2 separate regions of the Macaca mulatta genome follow, and region 1 is linked to region 2. The links are chromatin contacts, called in public Hi-C maps. All regions are on one chromosome and are shown on one strand. Each heading gives the region's core, a stretch centred on a gene start, on an enhancer-like site or on the middle of the called end of the contact. The rest is flanking DNA. Distances are from core to core; before and after follow the strand shown. Region 1 holds the start of PATZ1 (POZ/BTB and AT hook containing zinc finger 1). Region 2 holds the start of DRG1 (developmentally regulated GTP binding protein 1).

What was found. A called contact is a pair of places that touch in the nucleus more often than the background predicts.
Region 1: a contact with region 2 is called in a Hi-C map of cortical neurons, with 2.9 times the contacts expected there. The contact joins the promoter of PATZ1 here to the promoter of DRG1 in region 2. A contact is called at or near these places in 3 of 14 Hi-C or Micro-C datasets (cortical neurons, fetal cortex germinal zone and liver).

The regions. Positions count from the first base shown.
Region 1 is chr10:20,163,459-20,169,651 of T2T-MMU8v2.0, reverse strand. It overlaps PATZ1 (POZ/BTB and AT hook containing zinc finger 1), which reads right to left and starts at 1,365. Exons shown (of 5, transcript XM_077949972.1): 1 at 1,312-1,365; 2 at 1-627. The coding sequence starts at 619. It also overlaps the pseudogene LOC718409.
Region 2 is chr10:20,110,376-20,117,245 of T2T-MMU8v2.0, reverse strand. It overlaps DRG1 (developmentally regulated GTP binding protein 1), which reads left to right and starts at 2,590. Exons shown (of 9, transcript NM_001266937.1): 1 at 2,590-2,660; 2 at 3,556-3,679; 3 at 6,587-6,762. The coding sequence starts at 2,619. It overlaps LOC144331800 (a long non-coding RNA gene), which reads right to left and starts at 5,241. Exons shown (of 2, transcript XR_013399300.1): 1 at 4,993-5,241; 2 at 2,537-3,898.

The sequences.
Region 1 (6,193 bases), core at 116-2,615, 54 kb before region 2:
GCATGCTGCCCGCGATGCCATTGCTGTTGGCTGCCAAGGCTGCCCCGTTGGTCATGTCCAAAGGGAAGCCCAAGTCCGAGGTCCCAGGGGGGCGAAAGAGCATTATATCGGCGCGGGCAGGGGGTACCAGGATCTGTACGTTGGACTGTTTGATGACTTCCTGGCAGATCTCGATAACCGACCTCATCAGCAGGAACTTGGCGGCCGTCATGAGTTCGGGAAAGCTCTCCAGTCGCACCACGATGCGGGAAGTGTAGGCGAAGTCCAGAATGTCCCCAAATACCTTGGAGCTGATAGTGTGCATCTCCAGCTCCCGGCTGCCCCCGGCCCCGCCGCCTGGGGCTGCCGTCGCGCCCCCTACATCAGCCGGATCCCCGTCCGCAGCTCCGCTGTCGCCCAACTGGGCGCTGAACACCGATTCAAAGTACTCGCTGCAGGCGGCCAGCACGGCGCGGTGCGCTGGGAAGCTCTCGTCGCCTACCCGCAGCAGCACGTCGCAGAAGCGCCCGCCGTTCTTGCGCTGCTGGTTCAGGTTGTGCAGCATCTCCGTGCTGTGTCTGCTCACCTGGTACGTGTAGCAGCCAGACGGGCCGCAGGAAGCGTCGTTCACCCGCTCCATGGCCGCCGCCCCCTCCCACTAGCCCGGCCGCCGCACCTGCCCGCCCCCTCCCTTCCCCTAGGCAGCGAGAAGCGGGGCACAGCAGACGTGTCCACACTCCCCACACGTGCCGGCCCGGGGCTCTGTAGTCTCGCAGGTGCGCCAAGCGTACACGCCCCCAGCCCGGATCGGACTGTCTAGACTGCGGGGTGCACCACCATCCCCCACATAGCCAACCCCCGCCCTCGCTGGACTGCGCGCCGCTCTCTCCTCTCCGCCCGCCCGCCTCCCCTTCCCGGTCTACCTTCCGGGGGGGTGCGCGAGCGAAGAGGTGCGCCCCTCCTGCAAACGCGCCTGCCACCTCCCCTCCCGCCCGCCAGGCGGCGCCGGCGCGCAGCCAAGAGGGGCACGCGCACGCGGGGAGGAGAAGGAGGGGGTCCGCCGCGCAGGCGCGCGCGCGCGCCGCGGCTTTTCCCGGGCCCGCTGGGGGCGCGCGCTGCGTCCCCTGCAAAGCGCGAGCCGGGGCGGGGGCGCCGGAGCGGAGGAAACAAAAGGCGAAGGCGGCGGCGGGGCGCGCACGGGGGCGGTGGCGCGGGCCGGGTCCCGGAGCCTGGAGGGCGGTGGCGGCGGCGGCGGCTGGAGCGGGCGGGCGGCGGCGGCGGCGGCAGAGTAGGCCCTTCCCCGGGCCGGGAGAAGGCGGCGGCGGAGCGGCGGCGTTGCGGCCCCGGGCTCCGTGTGTTCGGAGCGGAGGAAAGATGGCAGCGGCTGCACTTCCTCTTGCACTTTCACCCCTGGGGGGAGGAGAAGGAGGGGGCGATACCAACAACACCCCCCCCTCGCTTGCAGAAAAAAAAACGGCGAGCTCAGAGTGGGGGGCCCCTGGCGCCCCCGGCCTTGCACGTGCGCGCCCGGATGTCTAGTCCGGGCCGCCTCGCGCTGCAAACTTTCCACTTTCTTTGTGCCGAGCGCCCCCCCCCCTCACCAAGCCGAGGATGCACATCCCCCCTTCCCTATTTATACACCCCCCCCGCAGCTCTGCTCCCCCCGCTTCCTGCCCCCCCTCCCCATTCCCCAGATCCGCCAATGCTAGAGCAGCCTGAGCCCCCGTCCGGCCCCCGCCTCCCCACCCCGCCCGCGGGGCCGGGGGCTGCAGTCTCAGCCCCCCCGGACCAATGCAAACGAAGCGCCGAGCCAGCAAACCAGCTCCCACTGCCCCTCCCCTGCCCGCTGAGAGTGGCGGCTAGCAGGGTTGGGGGGGCAGGAACTGAGGGGTGCGGATCCGGGCCCCCCAGCCTGCGATGCGCACTCGCAGGTCGAGCGGGCGTCGTCCACCCTTCGGAGCCCCGCTTTCATGCGCGAAATCCCCAGAAGTCGCCTGCGACCGCCTCCCTGCTTCAAACACCAGAGAGGGCCCGGGGTCCTGGCCGGAGACAGGCCGAACCTCCGGAGCTCCTTCTGCACCCGGTACATGGACCGAACTGATGGGCTACGCGCCCGGAAGAGCTGGGGAGATGAGGCCAGCGTCCAGCTTCTCCCCCAAACCCAGCACGCCGAGCTTTGTCCCCGGGGAGCGTGAAGTCACCAGCTCCGGGAGGCGACAATATGAGGGCGATGGACGGGGCAGGGACCCCCGGAAGCCCCAGCAGTTCTCGGGGAAGTGGGGGTGCCGGAGGAGTCGGGGACACTCTCGGGCCTCTCCAAGCCGGGAGCATCCCCAGCGCCCGCAGCCCTGTGAGACGCCGGGTGTTCTGGTTATGGGCCCTGCCGCCAGGCCTCGGCGCTTTGTCCCCGGCCCGCCCGGGGATGCTACCGCGCTAGAGTTGTACACCAAGGTTTGCCTTCCCAGGAAGCGCTGGCGGCCGCCTGGCGCAGAGCCCCAGGCAGCAGGCGCCGCGTGTGCGGGCGGGAAGTTCCCACAGTTGCAAAGAGGGAGCGAAGTATGTGTTCCAAACTTTCCACGGTTCCAAACTGAGCGCTTCCATTAAGAGAAGCGGTGTGCGGGGGAAAAGCATTCTGGGTATTAGCATGCAAATGAACGGGCCCGGCTTCCAACTCCGCTCGGGATTCCCACCGATACGCGCCGAGCTCGCGCCCAGCCACGCGCGCCCTGAGGCTTCCGGGCGTTGCCCTGGCGTTTGATCCGAGTTCAAAATCGAGACATCTACCTTCTGGTTTTGTGTCCCAGTGCTTAGTCACTTGGCCTCCCTGAGATTCAGTTAAACTGACTGTTACTTAACCTGTACACGGGGACAGCAGCACCTGTCTTGCACACCTCCGCTCTAGGGCATAGTATATGCCAAACTCTGTTGGAGAGAATGAATGAGCCTTAGAGGCTTGAAGAAAGTTCCCTGGACATGAAGCCAGGAGTTCTGTGTCCTAAGCCCAGACTCACTGTCACCTTGGGCTAGTGACTCCTGCTCTGAGCCACAGCTTTCTTGGGCGGATTTTGGGAACTGGCACGTTTTATTTTTGAGAGAGCTGCTGGGAAAGGGTCCGGGCGCGGCGGCTCACGCCTGTAATCCCAGCACTTTGGGAGGCTGAGGTGGGCGGAGCACCTGAGGTCGGGAGTTCGAGACCAGTCTGACCAAGATGGAGAAACCCCGTCTCTACTAAAAACAAAAAATCAGCCGGGCGTGGTGGCACATGCCTATAATCCTAGTTACTCGGAAGGTTGAGTCAGGAGAATCACTTGAACCCGGGAGACGGAGGTTGCGGCGAGCCGAGATCGCGCCATTGCACTCCAGCCTGGGCAACAAGAGTGAAACTGTCTTAAAAAAAAAAAAAAAAAAGAGATAAAGAAGGATTTGCTCTGAGTGTCCAGTGTATACACACATCGTCTCTCCATAGTAGGTGTAGATATTCCCATTCTACCATTGGAACTGGGTAAGGAGTAACCTGCCCAAGGCCACACAGATAGTGATGGAGCCAGGATTCAAACTGCTAAAACTACCCCTTTCTCACCAGTGGCTTCTGAAACCTGTCACCCTTCCATGGCTCCACTTGAACCAGGAACTGACTCTCTGCCTGCTATACTTAGAAAACAGGGTGCCATGACTGGCCCCATCCAACGGGTTCACCCTGTGAAGGTGGGTTCATAGGGTGCTCTCAGGACCCTCATCCATGGTCCTCTAAGGAAAACAGGGAACATGCATCAGCCCTGTTTTGCAGATAGGCAGCTTGAGGGTCAAGGAGCCAGGGTGGCCCGGGATCCTACCTTGGGGAAGTGGCCAGAGACAGTCCAGATGCCGTTCTGATCCCACCTGGGAGCTTTTATCCAAATGTCACCTTGGCAGTGTGATTGTGGGGGTGGGAGTAACCTCTCCACTTCATCCATTACTCTCAGTCTTGCCCATCTCTCAGGCTCCCAGGAATCCATTATGTAACTTCAGGCGAAAAGGCATGCTTGCAGAACATGTCTTTTTTTTTTTATGTAACATTTACATGACATAAAATTAACAATTTTAAAGTGTATAATTGACTAGCACCTAGTAGATTTACAATGTTGTGCAACCAGCACCTGTGTCGAGTTGCAAAACATTTTTATCATCCCAAAAGAAAACTCCATACACATTAATAAGTCACTTTCCATTCCCTTCTCCCTCCATCCCCTGGCAACCACCAATCTGCATTCTGTCTCTATGGATTTACCTATTCTGGATATTTTATTTATTTATTTTTTATCTTTTTGAGACAAAGTCTCACTCGGTCACCCAGGCTGGAGTGCAGTGGTGCAATCTCGGCTCGCTACAACCTCTGCCTCCTGGGTTCCAGCGATTCTCCTGCCTCAGTCTCCCAGGTAGCTGGGATTACAGACTCACGCCACCATGCCCAGCTAATTTTTGTATTTTCAGTAGCGATGGGGTTTTGCCATGTTGGCCAGACTAGTCTTGAACTCCTGACCTCAGGTGATTTGCCCACCTCAGCCTCCCAAAGTGCTGGGATTATACACATAAGCCACCATGCCCCGCCTGGATATTTTATTTAGATGGAATTATACAATACTGTATGTGACCTTTTGGGTCTGGCTTCTTTCAGTTAACGTAATGTTTTCAAGGTTCATTCATGTTGTATTATGTATAAATACTTCATTCCTTTTTATGACTGGCTGAATGATACGCCATTGTATGGATAAACTGCCTTTATCCATTCATCCATTGATGCCTTTTAGTTATTATGGATAGTGCAACTATGAACATTTGTGCACAAGTATTTATTTGAGTGCCTATCTTCAGTTCTCTTGGGTGTATACCTAGGAGTGGAATTGCTGGGTAATCCTATGTATAACTTACTGAGGAACCACCAGACTCTTCCACAGTGACTCCACCATTTTACATTCCTACCACACATGTCTTTTTATAAATAATTTTAGTGCTGGTCAAACCTCATTTTATGAATGAGGCCCAGAGAGGTTAAGTAATTTGCCCAAGGTCACACCCTTAGTCAGAGTTTAGACTAAAACCAAACTTTCCTGAGTTCCTAGCCTTTCAAACACTAAGAGCCTCCCATGTCACCTTTAAAGACCTCGACTACTTGCCCGAGTTTTTCATTGATTGACTTGACAAACCTGCCTGGTGAACAACTGAGCCGTATTTATGAAGCTTTTTTTCTCTCAACATCTGTTGAAAGAACCTACTGCCATGTTCCCGATTTCTAGGCCACACCTTGAAAACATGCAGAGCTCACAATCCCTGCATCTGCCTCCTGCTGCTGGCCTGTCGGGCCCTCTTCTGTTGCCATGGAAACCGTGCACCTCAGTTTTGGCAGCAGACCAGCTGGACAGCGAACTGAGAACATCCTTGTCTCCTAGGCTAAGCAGAGCTGTCAAGGTCATGTATTCATTCACTAGATTTGTATTTATTGATTACCTACTAAGCACCAGGCTTTTGTTTTGTAAGATGCTAGGGATACAGCAGTGAACAAGCCAGACCACAGATCCTGCCCTCAAGGAACCCGTAGTCCAGAGGAGACAGACAAAAACCAAGGAACAAAAAGGCTTCACCTGGCTCCCCTCCCTAGTTCACATTCTCCCAATCTTCCAGGCTGTGCTAAATCCACTTCCCCTGGACCATCCCCCCAAGAGCCCAAATGCAGGTGATAGCTCCTCTCAGGATTTACATTGCATTTTTTTTGTTGTTATTGTTTTTCCCTGATTGTAAAAGTGCTATGTGCATTGTGGAAAATGTAGAAAATACACAAAAGCACAAAGAAGAGAAATTAAATAAAGATCTGTAATTTCACCACCAAGAGTCAAGTGCTGCCAACATTTCCTTCTGGTCTTTTTCTACATATGTGTATTTCTGGGGTTTTTTTGTTGTTTTTTTGTTTTTTTGTTTTGTTTTTTTTTTTTTTTTGAGACGGAGTCTCGCTCTGTCGCCCAGGCTGGAGTGCAGTGGCCGGATCTCGGCTCACTGCAAGCTCCGCCTCCTGGGTTCACGCCATTCTCCTGCCTCAGCCTCCGGAGTAGCTGGGACTACAGGCGCCCGCCACCTCGCCCGGCTAGTTTTTTGTATCTTTTAGTAGAGACGGGGTTTCATCGTGTTAGCCAGGATGGTCTCGATCTCCTGACCTCGTGATCCTGCCCGTCTCGGCCTCCCA
Region 2 (6,870 bases), core at 1,341-3,840:
CCTGGCTTCAGTGCCCAGGCTGGTCTTGAACTCCTGGCCTCAGGTGATCCTCCCACCTCAACCTCTGAAAGCATTGGGATTAAACTGTGAGCCACTGTCCCCGGCCTATTTATTTTTTACACATTTAGTACCAAGGTACTGGTGGTTTACTGGTATGACCAAATGGGCCCTCCCTGCTGCAGTTGGTACTTAACAGACATGGGGTAGCTATGGCTCTTAGGAGCTGAACCTAAGGTCCTGGCCTTGGCCTCCCAGCCTGGATACTTCTTTTTTTTCCCTTGAGATGGAATCTTGCTCTTGTCGTCCTGGCTCAGCCTGTAGTGCAATGACATGATCTCGGCTCACTACAACCTCTGCCTCCCGGGTTCAAGCGATTCTCCTGTCTCAGCCTCCTGAGTAGCTGGGATTACAGGAACCTGCCACCATGCCCGGGTAATTTTTGTATATATTTTTTTTTTTAGACAGAGTCTTGATTTGTTGCCAGTCTGGAGTGCAGTGGCGCCATCCCCGCTCACTACAACCTCCGTCTCCTGGGTTCGAGCAATCCTCGTGCCTCAGCCTCCAGAGTAGCTGGGATAATAGGTGCACGCCACTACCATCCGGCTAATTTTTGTATTTTTTGTAGAGACGGGGTTTCACCATGTTGACCAGGCTGATCTCGAACTCCTGATGTCTGGTAATCCACCCACCTCGGCCTCCCAAAGTGCTGGGATTACAGGCGTGAGCCACCTCGCCCGGCCTGGATACTTCTTATGTGCAGGAGCATATCTGATTCACTCTCTGCTCTGTCCCCAGTGTTGTCACAGTGCCAGGCAGCAGTTGGAGCACCGTAGATAATCATTGCATGAATAGGATGGCCACCCAGGACTCTGGGGAAAATGAGTATTACTCTTTGGTGCCTATTGACAGTTCAGGGCCCCAAGGTGGGTCCTAGGGTGTCTTTGAGCAGTAAGTGCTTATCTGTAGGCCTCATATAACAGATTTACTAAGGGGCACCTACTCACAGAGCAGTGATGCCCTTGATATTGTCAGCCAATTAATTCCTTAAGTACTTCAAGGTAGGATAGGCCTGCTGATTTGATTTTATCTGTCTTTTAAGATTGATCTTTGATTATGTCCCATTCCAGCTGGACCTCCTCCTCTTCCCTCCTCCATTGCTAATGGTGTGGGATCTAATTACCTCATCATCCCTTAATTTATTTATGAAAAAGGCTGAGGTTAAAGAAAAGAAAGAAGAAACTCTCTTCGGCCCTTTGGGGACCTTCTGTAAAAGCTTTCCTTTCTGTTTCTCCCCCTTTATGCACCAAAAAAACCTCCCTTTTTTGTCTCTGGGAGGTTAGAATAGTTCTTGTTTACAAATTTAACTAAATTCAACTTCCCTCCCCGTGCTGGGTGGAGGCCAGCCCTGTGGGTTAAGCCTGGCCTGTCGACTCCCACTGGAATAATCAATCTATCAAAACAACCCATTGATCCTGAGGCAAACCGCTTTCAAAACCACCACACAGTTCCTGGATGTCCTGGCTTCCTCCTCATAAGACACGGGGAAGAGGAGTCTTTTGAAATGGTAATACATGGATACATTCATCTTGTAAAAATTTAACTTCAAAATTCCGTGGAATAAAATGTGAAAGGCACTTTCCTCGCATCCCATCCCACTGTTAACAGCTTCTGATGTATTTTTCTGTTTAGGCCTTTAAACAATGCACATTCATACATGTACACCTACATAAATGTACACTTAATTTTTAAAATAACATAAATGGTATCACTACATAGGTGCCGTTCTGCTAGTTGTTTTCCCGTTTAACATGTTCTGGATATCCAGTCAGACCACAGATCTACGTTTTAACGGCTGTAATCGTATTTCGAAAACCGGATGGAGGCATTATTCATTTGTCCATTTTCCTACTGATGGGTGTTAATATAGATTTCAATTTTTTGGTATTACAAGCTATGTTGCAAGCAGCAGTTCTCTGGGAATTATCCATTCAAGAATGCACTTATTGTGGGCTCCCCATGTGCTCTACTCGGGGTTCGGAGTAAACAAAACTAACCTAAAAATAATTTTGAATGATAGAAAGGGGGCATTTTCTTTTTCAAAGGGGGTGAGACAGGCTGCAGATGGGTCTCTACGCTCTTGCAAGACCATGGAGGCAGTCGAGGTGTCACCCCAGCTGTGAAAATGGGGACCCAGGACCCGCAGATACTGGCGAGGAACAGGGGTGCGGAGCATGAGTCGGCTTTGCACCACGCCCTGGGGTCTCCAGCACTGAAGCCTTCAGCACCATGCAGTGCGGCGGGCAGCGGGTCCTGCTGGGCGGGGCCGAGCTGCGCGCGACCCTCGGCGCGCTCGGGGAGGCCCAGACCGGGGTGGCCTCTCTGGCCCCCGCTCCCGCGGGCTCTATGACACCGCACTGGCTCGCGGGACGGGGCGGGGTTGGCTGATGGGGAGGAGACAACTTCGCGCTACACGACTCGCGGTGACCCTTACGCGGAAATCTCTCGCGAGAATTCGAAAGTACCGCGCCTGCGTACTGCAGTAGCGCCGGGTGGCGGTGGCAGTTTGGCTGCGGGTGTGTGAAGGGAGTCAGTGTGGAGGCCACAGGGTACTCGCCACGATGAGCAGCACCTTAGCTAAAATCGCGGAGATAGAAGCCGAGGTAATGGACGCAGCTGGCGCTTCACTCTTACTCTGAGCATCCCTTCTTCGGTGGCGTCGCTCCTTCCTGTTCTTCCTTGAGCCGCGTCAGGACCGGGCCTAGATTCCGCGACTTCTCTCAGCGAGGCCCGTGTTGCGACTGCCCTCCGCCACAACTTGGAGTCCCCAACTCTCCTCAGTCAGGGCCCGCTTTCCCCTCGTCCCGCGCCCACGCTCCCGGACTCCCCTTTGTCCGGGCCCGCGTTCCCCACCCCTGCACCTTAGGCCCTTGGTGTGTACCCCCTCCCAGTATTTGGCCCCTGTTCTGTTGTTTCTTTCCGTTTTTTTTCTTTGAGCAGCACTGAATCCTGTCCCTTATTCCATCTCTGACTTGGTCAGATGCTTCAGAATCTTTCGTTAGCATCCTTCGCTGCATCCCCTTATTCCCCCTTTTCCCCAGTCTCTACCCTAATGACCCCCTGATTGAGAGTATTTGCTCCCGGTAATCTGATCTGGAAGTAAAATGACATCTGTGTGGGAACAGTTTATTTCACCTGGATAATGTGTGATTCCATTGCCTGCGGCCTTCAGAGCGCTTTACAGTTAGGAAAGTGGTGTCCCAGTGTCACATGGGTCCTAACAGCTACAAACAGTAGAAAAGGAACCCGCAGATGGGTTTTAGTTTAGTCTGGGGGCACTAATTGGAATGACCTTAATCGTCTCTTCTCTTTGGGCCTTACTTTGCTTTGTAGTGAGGGAAATAAGCTGAATGGGGGAGAGAATGGATTTTTTACTCTTTTAAAGCCTGTAAAATGGGTATGCTAACATTAGTAGTACTTCGGGAAAAAAATTATTCTCTCAAAGCTGGGGGAAGCGTTCACTGCTTCTAATTTATGGCTGTGATTCCTCCCTTTTAGATGGCTCGGACTCAAAAGAACAAGGCCACAGCACACCACCTGGGGCTGCTTAAGGCTCGTCTTGCTAAGCTTCGTCGAGAACTCATTACTCCAAAGGGTGGTGGTGGTGGGGGTCCAGGAGAAGGTTTGTGCTTTTCTTCAATATATATACTTTTAGGTATAATTCTTGTCAAAATAGTACATACATGTGGTTTAAAAATAACTGAAGATGGCCCAGTGCAATCCTAGCACACTGGGAGGCTGAGATAGGAGGATTGCTTGAGACCAGGAGTTCAAGACCAGCCTGATCAACATAGACACCCCATCTCAAAAAACAAACAAACAAACAAAAAAAAAACAGAAACTTTTTTTTTTTTTTTGAGACGGAGTTTCGCTCTTACTGCCCAGGCTGGAGTACAATGGCGAGATCTCAGCTCACCCCAACCTCTGCCTCCTGGTTTCAAGTGATTCTCCTGCCTCAGCCTCCCGAGTAGCTGGGATTACGGGCATGCGCTACCATACCCAGCTAATTTTTGTATTTTTAGTGGAGACGGGGTTTCTTCATGTTGGTCAGGTTGGTCTCGAACTCCTGACCTCAGGTGATCCACCCACCTCGGCCTCCCAAAGTGCTGGGATTACAGGCGTGAGCCACTGTGCCCAGCCAAAAAAAAAAGTTTTTTAAAAAGAGAAAAACAAGATGTTCTACTAAAGTAGATTTATATTTTCTAAGTATGAATTCTTGAACCGTGTTTATTTTTATTCTGCTGGTTTCAGAGGCAAATGGATATTGTCTAATTGTACTGTAGTTTTATTTATATCCTGCCCTGATACAAAATGATTTACATGTGCTGGGTGCAGTGGCTCACCCTTGTAATCCCAGCACTTTGGGAGGCTGAGGCAGGAGGATTGCGTGAGGCCAGGAGTTCGGAACCAGCAAAGCCCTGTCTCTACGGGCTTACAAATGAGGCATAGATATGAAAGAAGATGTACAAAATATAAAAAATTATCCTAGCATAGTGGTGCATGTCTGTGGTCTCAGCTACTTGGGAGGCTGAGTTGGGAGGACTGCTTGAACCCAGGAGGTTGAGGCTGCAGTGAGTTGTGATGGCGCCACTGTACTCCATCCTGGGTGATAGAGTGAGATCTCATGTTAAGAAAACCAAAGTAGGGCCGGGTGTGGTGGCTCACTCCTGTAATCCCAGTGCTTCGGGAGGCCGAGGTGGGTGTATTACAGGTCAGGAGTTTGAGACCAGCCTGACCAACATGGTGAAACCCCATTTCTGCTAAAAATACAAAAATTAGCTGGGTGTGGTAGCATGCACATGTAATCCCAGCTACTCAGGAGGCTGAGGCAGGAGAATGACTTGAACCTGGGAGGTGGAGGTTGCTGTGAGCCGAGATCATGTACTCCAGCCTGGGTGACAGAGCGAGACTCTGTCTCAAAAAAAAAAAGAAAACCAAAGTAGATTTACACTGGCTTACAGAAATATGTAAATCAGTATCATCAACAGGATTAAAAATAAGTAAGGAAATTGATGCAAAGGGAAAATGTACGAAAAATAAGTTGAAGCCAAGAGAGATAAGATAGATTTAGGACTAAAAGGAATGGTGTAAGATCTGTGCACCTGGTAGAGAAGGGTCACAAATTTGATTCTAAACTTGTTTGCAGCCATTGTAAAAAAAAAAAAAAAAAAAAAAAAAAAAAAGGGCCGGGCGCGGTGGCTCAAGCCTGTAATCCCAGCACTTTGGGAGGCCGAGACGGGCGGATCACGAGGTCAGGAGATCGAGACCATCCTGGCGAACACCGTGAAACCCCGTCTCTACTAAAAAATAGAAAAAACTAGCCGGGCGAGGTGGCGGGTGCCTGTAGTCCCAGCTACTCGGGAGGCTGAGGCAGGAGAATGGCGTAAACCCGGGAGGCGGAGCTTGCAGTGAGCTGAGATCCGGCCACTGCACTCCAGCCCGGGCTACAGAGCGAGACTCCGTCTCAAAAAAAAAAAAAAAAAAGAAAAAGGAAAACCCAGTCAGTCATGCAATTTACAGAATTTGTAAGACAAAAAACAAAAACAAAACTCTTCTTAATTAATTAATTTGTTTATTTTAGTTATAAAACGGTGGCTGCTCCATAGGCAGAGCGGGGCTACACCATAGGTAGAGTAGCTAACAACCTTATTTTTGGATCATGTTTCATACATACGTTTGAACTGTACCTTTTTTTTTTTTTTTTTTTTTTTTTTCCCAGAGACAGGGTATTGCTCTGTTGCCCAGGCTGGAGTACAGTGATATGATCACAGCTCACTGCAGCCTCAACTTCCTGGGCTCAAGTGATCCTCCCACCTCAGCCTCTCAAGTAGCTGAGACCTACAGGCGTACACCACTATGCCTGGCTAATTTTTGTATTTTTTGTAGAGACAAGGTTTTGCCATGTTGCTCAGGCTTGACCTGAATTCCTGGGCTCAAGAGATCCTCCTGCCTCAGCCTCTGGAATAGCAAGGACTATAGATGTGTGCCACTGTGCCTGACTTTTTTGAATATAGTTTTTTTTTTTTTTTTGAGGTGGAGTCTTGCTCTGTCACCCAGGCTGGAGTGTAGTGGCGTGATCTCCGCTTACTGCAAGCTCCGCCTCCCGGGTTCACGCCATTCTCCTGCCTCAGCCTCCCGAGTAGCTAGGACTATAGGCGCCCGCCACCACGCCCGGCTACTTTTTTGTATTTTTTAGTAGAGATGGGGTTTCACCGTGTTAGCCAGGATGGTCTCGATCTCCTGACCTTGTGATCCGCCCACCTTGGCCTCCCAAAGTGCTGGGATTACAAGCGTGAGCCACCACGCCCGGCCTGGATACAGTTTTTTTTAATATCAAACACTGCATTGAATTTTGTGAATTGCTGTGCCCTTAAGTTTTGTCTGCTTGAGTTCTCCTTTAAAAGTAAACCATAAAAAGTTTGAGAAATAGTGCCTAGAGGGATAGGCAGTAAAAATATGAAAGAAATTACATGAATCGTAACACTCCTGGGGATAACTCTTCTCTTTTTGGTATTCATTGATGTTTTAGGTTTTGATGTGGCCAAGACAGGTGATGCTCGAATTGGATTTGTTGGTTTTCCATCTGTGGGGAAGTCGACACTGCTTAGTAACCTGGCAGGGGTATATTCTGAGGTGGCAGCCTATGAATTCACTACTCTGACCACTGTGCCTGGTGTCATCAGATACAAAGGTGCCAAGATCCAGGTGAGTCAAGCCTGCAGACTAAGGAAGGAAAGATATCTATTCTTCATTTAGGAAGAACTTTATTGGGAGCTCACTGTATGCCAGGCCTGATCTTTGATCTACCAGGCA